Linked DNA regions of Capsicum annuum: region 1 is linked to region 2. A link is a contact called in public Hi-C data. All regions are on one chromosome and are shown on one strand. The core of a region is the stretch at or near the end of the contact, and the rest is flanking DNA. Distances in the headings are between cores, read along the strand shown.

Region 1 (7,519 bases), core at 9-2,508, 220 kb before region 2:
CAAAAACTACATTAGGGACCATAAAACAGAATTTTGAACTGTAAGTACTTGACTACATACCAAGTAACATCTTATGGGAGATACGCGAAAATCGCCTCTTAGAACCTCTTACGTAACCAACCACATAACCTGACATAACAATGTAGATTGCTCTTCGAATAAACAAAGAAGTTCCACGTTCCATTCCCCTAGAACTCTAATTGCTCGGTCATTATGGGATCGCATTCGCATTCAGTTCCTGATCGAACAAAAAGAAACTTCTCCAAGTCTCAGATTTTCTCCTCTGTCTAAACTTGTTCTCCTAAACACCACGTGAAAAACATAGTGTCCCTAAATATAGAAACCAGGCTGGGCTAGTCCACATTCAATTCAGAAAATGCACTAAAATAAGCAACAATACCAGCTTCCGAAACCAATAAAGTTTCATACTATGCATCCGCAAATACTACCGCGTAAACCAAAAATCATGATCTATCAATATTCCATCTCCCATCATATTAGAACTATTATCAATCACCAAACTACACCTCAATTCCAAATAAAGATGGGTTAGTTATCTTAATCCTTATTAATAAACCCTAGCAAATTTAATCCAAATCAAGAAAAGTCACAATCTTGATTACATCCCACCATATTAGGAACAAACAAAAAAGTTTTTTTCAGGTCAGCCATAATCAAAACCCCAATAACCCAATCACAGGGGAAAAAAAAACACTTTTTGTATCATCCAACAATAAACAATAAGCAAAACCCCCAAGAACCCAATTGCAAAAAAGATCATTTATTGGATGAAAAAAGAAAAGGAAAAGGGGGTTCACCTTTTTATTGCTAAAGGGGAGAGAGTTGGAGGAGACATGAGAAGAGTAAAAGAAACGCCATGGCTTATATCTGCAGGCGATGAGGATAATAAGGAGGATGAAAAGGAGCATAACAACAATAAGAAGAAGACCCTCGTTTGATAAGAAGAGAATGTTGTTGGTGGTAAGAGTGGTCATGGTGATGCTAACATCATCAACATCAGCAGCACCTGGCATAGCGATGAACCCTCACCGTACGTGATGATGATTATGAGAGAGAATTTCAACTACTTCTATATTTCTCTCTATTTCTATCAAATCTAACCAACCCCTCTCTCTCTCTCTCTCGGCTTTGCGAGAAGCTCGCTTTGAAATGGTCGCATTTATTTTGATCCTCTTTGTTTTCTCCTTCCCCACCTCTTTTATATCTACAAATTCTTTTTTTTATATTGATTTCATTCAACCAAAAGGGTCAATGCCTTCAACCATGTAAAGTGGCGTAAAAATAACCTTCCTCTATTTATTGGGCTTAAAATATTTTTTTCATCTACAATCTAAAATATCTTTCTCACCTATCTATTGTATCTAAAATGCCCTTCTCATCTATCTATTGAACCTATTTTATCATTTTATTTAGGCAAATTATATAAAAAAATCATCCATAAAACTTAATTACATAAATAATAGTACTTTTTTTATATTGCAAAAATAATATTTTTTTCATATATAGCCATTTTAAAAAATCAAAAGGATAATTATAATTCTTAATTTAATACAATAACTAATTATCAATTCACCTTAATTTAGGAAATATATTTTCAATCTTCAAATTATAAGTGAAAAAGATAATCCCTGCTTTCAAAGATTTTTCTCTTTTATATTTAAAATTTAAATATTTTTAAATAAGCTAAGTATTTCATTATTTTCTCGTGTATGTTTCACTTTATTTTCATGTATGTTAATTATCTAGTATTATTTCATTATTATGTATTTTTAATTCTAATGTAATGAGTTAACCATATTTTTTTATGAATAAATACTTATAAAATAAAAATCATTATGTTGGAAGTACAGATATATCATATATATTTTTGTTATATAAATATAATTAATGTCAAAATCAGTTTATTATTATATTTTATATATAATTTTTGCACCATTTGATATTATATCAAATGGTGTTTGATATTATATCAAATGGTGCAAATGGTGTTTGATATTATATCAAATGGAGCAAAAATTATATAAAAAATATCATGAATATTTATCTCATAAATTCTATAAAATATATAATAATAATCTTACTTTTACATTAATTATATTTAGACAACAAAAATATGTGATATATTACTTCCAACAAAATGATTTTTATTCCATAAATATTTATCCATAAAAAATTATGGTTACCCCATTATATTAGAATTAAAAATACATAATAATGAAATAATACTAGATAATTAACATACATAAAAATAAAATGAAACATACACGAGCAAATAATGAAATACTTAGTTTATTTAAAAATATACGAATTTTGAATATAAGAGAGAAAAATATTTGAAAGCTAGGATTATCTTTTCTACTTTTAATTTGAAGATTGAAAATATATCTCTTAAATTAAGGTGAATTGATAATTAGTTATTGCATTAAATTAAGAATTATGATTATCTTTTTTTATTTCTTAAAATGGTTATATATGAAGAAAAAAAACTTTTATTATTTTAATATCGAAAAAGTACTATTATTTATGTAATTAACTTTTATGGATGACTTTTTCATATAATTTGCCTAAGTAAAAGGGCAAAATAAGCCCAATAGATAGATGGGAAGGACATTTTAGAACAATAGATAGGTGAGAAAGACATTTTATATCCAATAGGTAGACGAAAAGGGTATTTTAGGCCCAATAGGTAGACGAAGGGTGTTTTTATACCATTTTACATAGTTGAAAGACATTTTATGTCCTTTTTCGTTCATTCAACTTTGAATGTATAAATATATGTGTTCTATTGGTACAATATTCATAAGATATGAATAAATTAAATATATTTTTAATTTCAAAATATAAGAAATAATTTCTAATAAAATATATTTTTAATCAAAAACTTCTTAAAAAATGTGTTAGATCAACAAAAATTAAAATATTAAATGTATTATACAGGTGGAGTAACGAGTGTGTACTGTGGAAAAGAATATGCATACACGTATATTATATTAGCTTGTAGCAGAAGAGAGTAATTTTGGGTCATACACACATGGACATGTCAATTGTCAACGATCTAAATCTGATAATGGACCTTACTTGCTAAATGGGATTTGCCTCAATTATATCTCTTTACTAGTACTTAATTATCTCACTTTTATCACTTAATTAATCATAAAATGGAGTGTTTTTGTTAATGATCAATAGATCCTTATTTACGCAATAAATTCAATCTTACCTAATTCCAATTTCATTAAATTGCCTTTTAACATAACGATCCAATAAATAACATGGGATCATATTGAAGATAGAAAAGAAAGAACTTGTTTATGTATTAATATATTATATATAAGATATATTATATATAAGTTATACCATGTTTAGTAGCTAACTAAGAAATATATTATTCATTTATAAAATTAATACCACGTTTCATTGGTAATTTAGAAACTCACATAACTAATACTTATATAAATTATGAGAAAACTATTGTATTTCTTTTCTATTATATAGAAGAGGTGGTTTCGACCACCTCTTGCAATTACCAAAAAATCAACTACTTCCATTTAATTAGATATCATGTCTCAATATATAATAATTTCATTATTTCATCATAATGGTTTAAATATTTAATATATTCTATTAAATTATATTAATTAACTATAACTACATATTGAAAGTAATTTTTATTTATTTATTTAATTGTCTATCATGTTCAAAACTAATTTGTTATCACAAATCACAATAATTAATAACTTAAAATATTTAAAAGATATACAGAAATTTTATTGACTCTTACCAAAAAAACCCTCTACTCTTACTTAATTACATACCATGCCCCAATATATAATAATTTCATTGTTTCATCATAATAATTTAAATATTTAATATATTCTATTAATTTATATTAATTAACTATAACTACATATTGGAAGTAAAAAAAAAATTATTTATTTAATTAGCTATCATTTTCAAAACTAATTTGTTACCACAAATCACAATAATTTGTTACCACATATAAAAGTTTTATTGACTCTCATTATTTTAGCAATGCCACATAAATTAAAATAAAAAAAAGTACTGCAAATCATAATAATTAACAACTTAAAATATTTAAAAGATATATAAAAAATTTAGTTGACTCTCAAAATTGTATCGACGCCACATAAATTGGGACACAAGGATTAAATATATTATTTGATAATTACGTAAAAATTATTATAAATCACAATAATTAACAAGTTAAAATACTTTTTTTAAAAATAAATAAAAGTTCTATTCAACTCTCAAAATTTTATCGGTGCAGCATAAATCATGACAAAATAAAAAATTATCTTAATTAATTGCAACTAAATATTTAAAGTAAATCAATTTTATTATTTTAACTGACTTTTATATAGAAAATTAATCTTTCTATTTATTTATTTATTTATTTATTTTAGTAAATTTAAATTTTAAAATTATTTTTTTCTTATATAAAAATACTAATGTTTAAACTTAACTTAAAATTTTTAAAGTAAAAAATTAATAAATTTAATTTAATAAAATAAATTTCTAATGAATATTTTCTTAGAATTTGTGTTGGGTCAATATGTATCAAGTTAAAAATATATAGTAAAATTTTATTATTGTGAAAGATAAATATAATGCACTATCCAATAATGTTTAATCATACTATATTTTGCATATGCAAATATAGCATCCCGTATTTAATTAATATACTATTTCGGTGAATTATAGATTATTACTATTGGATATGATAAAATTATATTAATTTTTATAGTAATAACATAATCAGTCGCTCTTAATTAATTATTATGAGTCATCTAGGTATTAAGAAAATAAATAATATTTCATGAAAAATAAAATAGACATAAAATGTGAAATTAACTTTTAATATTTTAAATTAAATTTTCGTCTTTCGAACGATGATTTTACTATATCACTCCTTATTATAAGTTATTTATGCATTAGAAAAATAATAATAACAAAATGATATGTCAACATAAAATATTTAATTTACTATCAAAATTATATTAGTGCCACATAAATTGGGACGGGACAAAAGAAGATATAAAACAGCATATATTATTTGAAAATGAAATAAAAAGTACTGTAAATAATTTTAAAAAATTGATTGATTCCTGCTTCAGCCGCTTCAGTTGACCCCTAATTAGTTATTATGGTTATTTAAGCATTGTGCATCATAAGTTGAGATAGAAAACTCTAGACAAGAAGAGTAACATATATTATTCAAAAATTACATAAAAAGTATTATAAATTACAATTGTAAACAACTTAAAATATCTAAAAAAAAAATAATATGTTATATATTTAAAAAAAAAAACATGAAAAATACTAGAAATCACAATAATCAACAACTTAAAAAATTTAAAAGATATAAAATATTTGATCGGCTCTTGAAATTATATTAATGTCACTGAAATTGGAATAGAAGAAAAGTATTATAAATCACAATAATTAAAAACTTAAATTATTTTTAAAATATAATTGACTATCAATGCCACAAAAAGTTGGACAAGAAAAGTAACGTATATTAATTTGAAAAATACATAAAAAATATTATAAATTAAAATAGTTAACAACTTAAATTATCTAAATACATATTAAAATAACATATGTTGAACTCATGTTAGATTCAGGATGAATCCTAGAAAACATATGCAATCCTTTTATTAAAAATTTTTATTTAAATATATCAAGATTGAAAAGATAAATAAATATCTTAATGTTGGGCCAGTGCAGACACGGGTCATGCTTGTCTAGTTATTCTTATAAGGAGTAGAAGGAGTAATAACTAATACCTGTATAACTAACATCTGCATAACTTTAACTAGCTATCAGACAATTTCAAGACAAATTTGATATTTGCTTGCGGGTGAATCTCAAAAATAGACCCAAATTGGGGTGGGTTTCAAATTTTAGCCCCAAATAATTTTTTTTTTTCTTAAAATAGCCTTTAGCTATTAATTAATAATTTTTGGATAAAATTGCACCTGATCAATGAAGTAAATTACATAAATGATCCTCATAAATGATAATAACTCTATATTTATATCTTTCAACTTTTTTTTTTCTCTTTTTAATTTTACTTTGATTTTTATTTTTTATTTTCTCTTTTTATTTTTAATTTTAATTTAATTTTTATTTTTTATTTTCTCTTTTTATTTTTAATTTTCTCAACTCTTACTTTTTTCCTTTTTTCCTCTCAACTTTTTTTTTCGTTTTTCTTTTACATTTTTTTTCTTTTTTATTTTTTCTTTCCTCTTTTTTTTTTTGTTCTTTTTAGTTTTTCTCAACCCTTACTTTTTTTTCTTTACACCTTTCAACATCTACTTTTATTAAAAAAAATGAAATTTTCTTTTTCTTTTTAAATTTTTCTCAACGTTTCTTTTTATTTAATTTTTTTGTTATTTTTATCAACCTTTATTTTTTTCCTATTCTCTCTCAACTTCTACATTTTCTTTGGTTTTTGTTTTTTTAATAGTTTTCTTCATTTTCTTCTTTTTCCGCAATTTTATTATTTTTGTTCTTTTCTCCGATTTCTTCCATTTAAGTTAAATCTTATGAGCAAGAGTTGACACTATCACATTATAAGGGCAAGACTTACGACTTTCGAACAATAAGCTATGTTTCATGGGCAAGAGTTGACTCTAGTACATTGCAGAGACAAGACTTATGACTTTCAAACAACAAGTTATGTTTCATGGGCAAGAGTCGACACTATCACATTGTATTTTGATTTATGAGATGATTTATAACTCTTACCTTAGAGGAAAGACTTAGCTCAAGGACTTTCAAACAATAAATTATACCCCACGGGCAAGAGTTGGCTCTACCACGTTATGTTTTCATTCATGAGATGTTCAACAACTATTGCCTTAGAGGCGAGACTTACCTCAAGGACTTTCAAACAATAAGTTATGTTTCATGGGCAAGAGTCGACACTACCACATTGTATTTTGATTTATGAGGGTTCTACAACTATTTTCTCAGAGGCAAAACTTAGCTCAGGGACTTTCAAACTACAAATTATGCCCCACGGGTAAGAGTTGACTCTACCACGTTATGTTTTCATCTATGAGATGTTCTACAACTATTGCTTTAGAGTCAAAACTTAGCTCAAAGACTTTCAAACAACAAATTATGACCCACGAGCAAGAGTTGACTCTACCATGTTATATTTTTATTTATGAGACGTTCTACAACTATTGCCTTAGAGGCAAGATTTAGCTCAAGGACTTCCAAACAATAAATTATGCCCACAGGCAAGAGTTGACTCTACTACATTATGTTTTCATTTATTAGATGTTTTACAACTCTTGCCTTAGAGGCAAGACTTGACTCAAGGACTTTCAAACTATAAATTATGGATCACGGGTAAGACTTAACTCTACCACATTATATTTTCATTTATGAGATATTCTACAACTGTTGCCTTAGAGGCAAGACTAGCTCAAGGACTTTTAAACTACAAATTATGCTCCAGGGTCAAGAG
Region 2 (7,136 bases), core at 2,101-4,600:
GTGGTTTGAACATATGACTGCATGGAAATGGTAAATTGGTACTTGGTTTTGGTTTGGAAACTACATGCCCTCGACATGTTTGATTAAATGCCAATGAGAATGTTTTCGTCACATAATTTGATATTTATTGAAAACCTTGCATTGTATAATATGGTAATGGAATCCAAATTGGTCTAAATGGTTTTAAAAGGATTAAAAAGGCCTTGGTGGTCATGGATTTGATTTTGAAAACCTTGTGGGGTACACAGAAATCTCCCAAGTGATTCTAATAATAAAATCTACGGGATACATGGGAATCCATTAAGTGTTGGCTAATGACATCGCTTGCAAGCTATAGTTGATATAACGATACCATTAATTAATGCCTTAATAATTAACTCTTGGAATTGGTGGTTTGATTATGTGTCAAATATTTTAGTTGGGCAATAATTGGGGTTGTGATAGTTAGTCGTGAAGGTATAAGTCCGAAAGGTTGTCACTAAAAACTCATGTTTGCCGACATGAGGATTGGTCTTGATGACCACGCACATATGGGGTATAAGGGAATCTCCCAAGTATATACATACATATGTATCATAGAGGGCGAAGGGTACAAGGGAATCCCCGGCCACCTATGGTATCTCCAGTTCGTGCGGCTACACGCACTGAGGCTCATTTAGGGGGGTAACACTGGACCCATATAGCCCGTAAGTAGATTATGACGGTAAAGCTACACAATTCAAGTTAATGTTTTAATACATTCTAAACCCGATTTCCATTCTCGGCATAGTATATATATGTGTGTATGTGTGTGTGTGTGATTTCATATAGTTATTTACTTTGGTTTTGAATAATGACATTACTTTATCCTTATTCCTGAGTACATGCTACCGTTCATCACGCTAACCGTCTTCAGGCACTGTATCCCCATGTGATGCAGGAACTGACCATACTATCATTCCTCCTGCTCAGTGACTTAGATTCAGGGACAGTTTTGTATCGGATTGAAGAGGTGAACTTTCATACTCCGGAAGGCTCCATTGCATGTTATGGACTTCTCTTCATACTTTTGTTATTTCTTAGACTTTGATTTGTGGCTATGGTTGGGGGCCTGTTCCGATTAGATATTCTTGGACATTGTTCAGAGGCTTTGTATGGACAACTGTGGACTTGCATATGGGATGGATATGGTTTTGGTTATTGTTGGGTTTGGGTTGCTATTGGTTGATTTGACTTATTTGGGTTGGTCTCGGTTATAGACCTATCCCAAAGTCATTACATTTTGAATTACTCTATCTTTTATATGTTCAGAATTCATCCGACTCAAGGTATATGTTGGTTGGTTAGATTGGGTATCAAGAGTGGTCTCCGGTCCTTATTGAACTTGAGATGCCCCTTACGACAAGGCCCTGATTTGGATCGTGTCAGTATGTCACGACAAAATTTTGTTTTTCTAATATCTTTGATTTCAAAATCTTTTTTCAAATATTCTACTGCCTTTGAAAGCTCTTTAGAAATTTCAATGATATCCAATACATCAACATATACAATTATGATGACAAATTATGTTATAAACCTTTTCTAAAGACACAAGGCATGGGGTCATTTTTGTATCATTTTTTGAATATATATTCATTAAGGTGATTATACAAATATGTCCTGACTGTTTCAATTCATATAAAGATTTATAAAGCTTTATTATACAACATATTCACGCATCTTTATATAGTTTAGAAATTTTCATAAAAAATATCCTTGACTACTAGCCAGATAAATAAGTTATGGCTGCATCCATCAAATGTATATCATTTGGATGATTAAAATTTAAAATAATATAATTAATATGTTTATTTAGAGATTTCTTTAAAAAAAATAGTGATTCTTCAATTTCATCCATTCATTGTTATCGTCATCATTTACTATTATCAACTATGTTCCACCACCCACCGTCCTCAACCACAACCATCGTTATTGTCACTCACTATTAGTAGCGCCATTTATTAGTGAGTGTGAAAATAAAAAATTTTGAAGTTGGAGTTGGAGTTTGAGTTGAAGTAGAGTTATAAATAGGTAAAAAAAATTCATGTAAAACTTAATATTCTTAATTACCGAGGTATTAATGGTGAATTATTAAAAAATTAAGGGTCCGTTTGGCCATGAGATTTTTTTACTTTATGTCAAATGCAACTCTAAAAGTTAATGTTTGGCAACTTGAAAAACAAGAAAAATCGTTTTCATTTTTTTCCATCCTCCTTCTCTCACAAAATTCAAAAGCAACTCCAAATATATTCATGGACAAACATAATTCTAAGGGTCCGTTTGCCCATAGAATTTTTTTCATCTTTCCTGAAATAATTTTCACCTTATGTTAAATACAACTCCAACTTGATGTTTGGCCATGAGAATTTTAAATACAACTTGAATTTGAAAAAGTAAAAAACAAGAAAAAGTTATTTTTCACTTTTTTTCATCTTTTTTTTTCTCACAAAAATTCAAAAATAACTCCAGTTATATTCATGAACAAACACAACTTCAACTTCGACTCCAACTCGAGCTTCAAGATTAAAAAATAATTTTTGCGACGAAATGCCCACTTAAATTGCAAAGGATCCAACTGGGTCTTTTTTTAAAAGGGGAAAGGACATGGGCTAGAATTTTTTTAAAAAAATGGCCCACAATTTGAAAATGTGGACAACTGTAGTCAGTCGGCCCAATTTAATTCCCTTGTTTAGCCATTTGACTCAATTGAGAACATGCAGTCTTTATACTCAATTGATACACTTTTATACCACATTGATACATTTTTATATTATATTGATACACTTTTTGAAAAAGAGAAAGGAAATTTTATGCAAACACATGTAGTTCTTATATTTAATTGATACTCTTTTATACCACATTAATACACTTTTATACTATAATGATACACTTGCAGTGTCTATGTACTCAATTGATACTCTGTTATACTAAATTGATCCATTTTTAGAATGCATGTAGAAATTAGATAGAGTCGTATAAAATAAATATCTAAATAATAATTGTAGTTAAAAATTGTATAGAATGTGTATAAAAATATTATAATTAACATATAGAATATGTATATAAATAGAAACTATATCATTATTATATATAAATATATATCTTTAACAATTATATTATATTAAAAGTATATGGTATTATATTTTATTGTATAAATAAGTAAAACTAAACAAAACAAATACTCTTGTATGTTATTTTAATAATGTTGGTGAATGCAAAATAATTTGAAAAAAAAAATAATTACTCTATTGTTTAAAAAGAATTAAAAAAATTAGAATCTTTAAAAAAAAAACAAGAGCCAAAAAAGTAACAACAAAAATTTAAAGAAAAAAAAGAAAAAGGGAGGCAAGACCGTGACGTACAAAATGAAATCAATGAATATCTAAATATTATCCATTGAAAGAAGGCTAGAAACTGAGGTATCTATTTCTTGGTCATTAGTTGGTTGGAAGTACTTTCCACTGAGTAGCTATTTATGGATTTTTGAATTTGGTGTTAGTTTTATGAAATAATTTTAGTTTTTTTATTTTTATTTTTTAAAAGCATTCGGACAGAGAGCAATATAAATAGCAGTGATCGTCGTAAAACCCTAAGCAGAAAATGGGGAAGAAAAAGAAGAGAGGCGAAAGTGAAGCAGAATGGGAACCCCTTAATATAGAGAGAAACAAAGAGCAAAATGATGTCCATCTTGGGAACGGGGATTCGCAGGAGCAGAAGAAGAAAAAGAAGAAAAAATCTAAAGAGATGGTGAAGGAAGAAAATGTGTTGAAGGAAAAACCCACAGTTTCCATAGCACTTGCTGGCTCAATCGTTGACAACACTCAGTCACTCGAACTCGCTACACGGGTAACTTCAGAAAATTTATTACACTCTCTTTTATCATTGGGTTTATTTGACATTGCCCAAAGTGTCGGATTCAGGATTTTTACTATTTGGTTCGGATTTGAACTCAGTACCTCAAGTTAAATTTTGACCCCCCTTAATCACTTAGCCAACCTCTTGCTTGTGTTTAGTGACTCAAAATATCTCTCTATATATATACATGAAAAAAAAAATTGCTGAGGGATTTGGGTTAACACTAATGCACACAATAACAACTGTGCTTCGATCCAAGAGTAGGGAGTGTGAATTAAAAACGACTTTTGAGAGTGAAAATAAAGAAAATAGGACACAACTCTGTAGAAGTAACACTTTAATTAGTGATAATGACACATATTTCAAAACAGCCACAAATCTTTTTAAATAACATCTTTCATTTGCTTAAAAAACTCCTGATTGTTTAAACAATATCCCCAAACCACCTTCCCTCCTCCACATCATCACCACCTCCAAAAACAATTAGCATATGTTTAAACAATATCTTGTGGTTGCTTAAACAATTCTTGTTTGTTTAAACATGTTTCGGTTGCTTAAACAACTCTCGGTTGTTTTCCGATGATTGCAACTTTTTTCACCTAATACTCTCTGAAAATTTTCACAATCAAGAAGATAAGGCAGAGAGAAAAAGATGCAGAAGAAAAATGGCAAATATGAAAGGGAGGAAGACGATGCAGGGGAGAAGGAAAAAGGAAAACAAGAAGAAGAAAGAAGCAGATGAAGAAAAAGAGAAAGGAGGAAGGAGGGAATTGATAGTTTGAAATTTGAAATATGAAAGAGGGAAAATGCCCAAATGAAGCTACATATCTAGTAGAATATTTCCCAGCACATCCACTAGTATGGGGATTTATCTTAATTTGTAGCTACTCCACTTCATTTTGGCATGTTTCATTTCTCGGTTCTTGTGTGTGACTAGATAATCATGTTCCTATACATTGATTATCAGCTGATTTATTAGTTTTAGTTCTGCATCTCACCTTTTTCGTCTGGCCTGGGAACTGGCCATGCCAAGTCACACAGATGCGGTTAGAAGGAATAGATTTTGAGAGACAACACGATAGAACTGATAAAGACATAAACTATTATTTTTTAGATAGTGGTGTTCGGGCTAGCTTTTTTATCTCAACTAGTTCTATAGGATACATGCCACCTCTCACCAGTAATAGTAACTCAGTTCACCAAGGCCAGGACAAATGAAAAGAATTCACCTAGTGCTTTTGTCTTTGCTTGGATTTGAACTTGAGACCTCGTAGTTCTCAACCCACTTCAGTGACCATTAGGCGACACCCTTGGGTGATAGATTACTTATTTTGTGTGCAAGTTACAGTTGTTTATCATCCAGGTCAACTTTTGTATTGTCTTAATCATCTTCTTATTACTTATTATCCTTCCTTTTCTTATTTGGGCAGTTGGCTGGCCAGATTGCTCGTGCTTCCACCATTTTTCGGATAGATGAGGTGCTCATATTTCCAAGTTGTTTATTTGATCAATTATTGGTTTCGTTGGGTGAATCTTTGGTATGAGATTGGTGTTTCTTTCAGTATGTGGACATCATACTTAAATGTTTGAACACATGCATACGATACAAACTCTAAAACAGCTTAAGTTGTCAAAAGAGATAAATAAATTGCGATGTGAGTGTGGACATGAGTTGAAGGTTTTTTCTTGAACAGGTTGTTGTATTTGACAACATAGGTAGTTCAGTGGACAGTTCAGATCCAACTTTGGAGGACGGGTCAAATGATGATGAAAGTGGTGCTGCGTTTCTTCTAAGAATTTTGAAGTATATGGAGACACCTCAATATCTTCGGAAGAGTCTATTCCCCATGCACAACAACTTAAGATATGTGGTGAGAATAGCCATTTGAAATTATGATAAATCGTCAATTGTTAAGAATTTGAAACTAGCTCTATTTCTTTTCTGGTGTTTTTCTCATGTGCACATATTTTGTTACTTTCTTACTGCTGCATAACATATTTACCTTTCTTAAAAAAGTTTTCTATTATGTAGTTGGATTTATTTAATTCAGTACCCAGCCTGGTGCTCCATTATTAGCTCACAGACTTGGTTATTTGATTTATTTTCATACAGTAACCAACAACTGCTGTGATTAACACGATTTTACTGATAAAAGAGCCAATACTGTTTTGATGAGATTAACTATTTCAGTTCAGTGAAGTTGTCCAAACGAAACAAGCTTAAATTGAATCGATTTTGTGATTTCTGATCTCAAATGTACTATTGTCTTCAGGGTTCATTGCCACCACTTGATGCCCCACATCATTTGCGGAAGCATGAATGGGCTCCCTATCGAGAAGGTAGCATCCTAAAGAATACCCCTATCATTTGCATGCCAGAGTCCAGACACACTATCTCACTCAGAAAATAACTAAAAGGACCTTGCACTCAATTGCTTGTTATTTGCTTTTTTTCTTTTTACTAAACTTTCCTATAATGAACGTGTTTTACTATTATGCTTATAAGCTCATCCTCAATTTTCCTTGACTTGCTACAACTTTGAAATCTTGATTTCTAAAAGAGAATTGCAAAATAAAACTTATATGTCAATGTTTCTCTCCTTATGAAAGCTCAGAATATCAATATCTTGATTTCCATTTCCCAACATCCTCCACATGGGATGTCTGCCACACTTAACTTTTACCGTTGGTTCAGCAAGGGTGTGATTCAAATGGTATTGATGTAAGTATGTCAAATCTTTTTCAGTTTTCTTAATTTAGTTGCCCTTTGCAAGGGTATGTTCATACACGATGGTGAATATTCAAATGTTAATACATGAAGGTGATGGCTTTTTCCTTGGTGTATGTGTAAATAATGATGCTTGCATCGCTGTATGCATGTACTTGTCTCTGTCTATTGTTTTCTATTGCAATGACATCTAATGGAGCTATTGGTGGATTGGATTCTTGTCACTTCAAGTCTTTAACATCCTTCTATCGATTTGTTTTTTAACTTCGAAAATATCTATATTTATTATATACAATTAATGGTCTGATGGTGCAAAGTTTGTTGCATATGATGGCTTACACTTGATCTCTGAACTTCAGGTAGGTCCTGTTGAAAATTTACTGAACTGATGCTAAAATTTTGCACCTATATATTGTCTTTAGTTAATGTATTTTGACCAAATAATAGTTATTTGGTTTGGCATTGAGGTTGTAGTAGTACTTGCTTTGTATGGTTACCTAAATATAAGGTTTGAAGTACAAAAATTCTAAAAGAC

The links. A called contact is a pair of places that touch in the nucleus more often than the background predicts.
Region 1: a Hi-C map of leaf shows a contact between it and region 2, with 2.1 times the contacts expected there. The contact joins the promoter of LOC107859324 here to the promoter of LOC107840842 in region 2. A contact is called at or near these places in 3 of 5 Hi-C or Micro-C datasets (bud, leaf and placenta).

Annotation. Positions count from the first base shown.
Region 1 is chr1:162,815,604-162,823,122 of UCD10Xv1.1, reverse strand. It overlaps LOC107859324 (protein phosphatase 2C 70), which reads right to left and starts at 1,258. Exons shown (of 13, transcript XM_047407728.1): 1 at 819-1,258. The coding sequence starts at 1,034.
Region 2 is chr1:162,597,652-162,604,787 of UCD10Xv1.1, reverse strand. LOC107840842 (putative methyltransferase C9orf114 homolog) reads left to right here and starts at 3,350. Exons shown (of 12, transcript XM_016684795.2): 1 at 3,350-3,437; 2 at 3,562-3,864; 3 at 5,304-5,351; 4 at 5,568-5,744; 5 at 6,147-6,213. The coding sequence starts at 3,619. LOC124892467 (a small nucleolar RNA gene) reads left to right here and starts at 6,934; the gene lies at 6,934-6,994.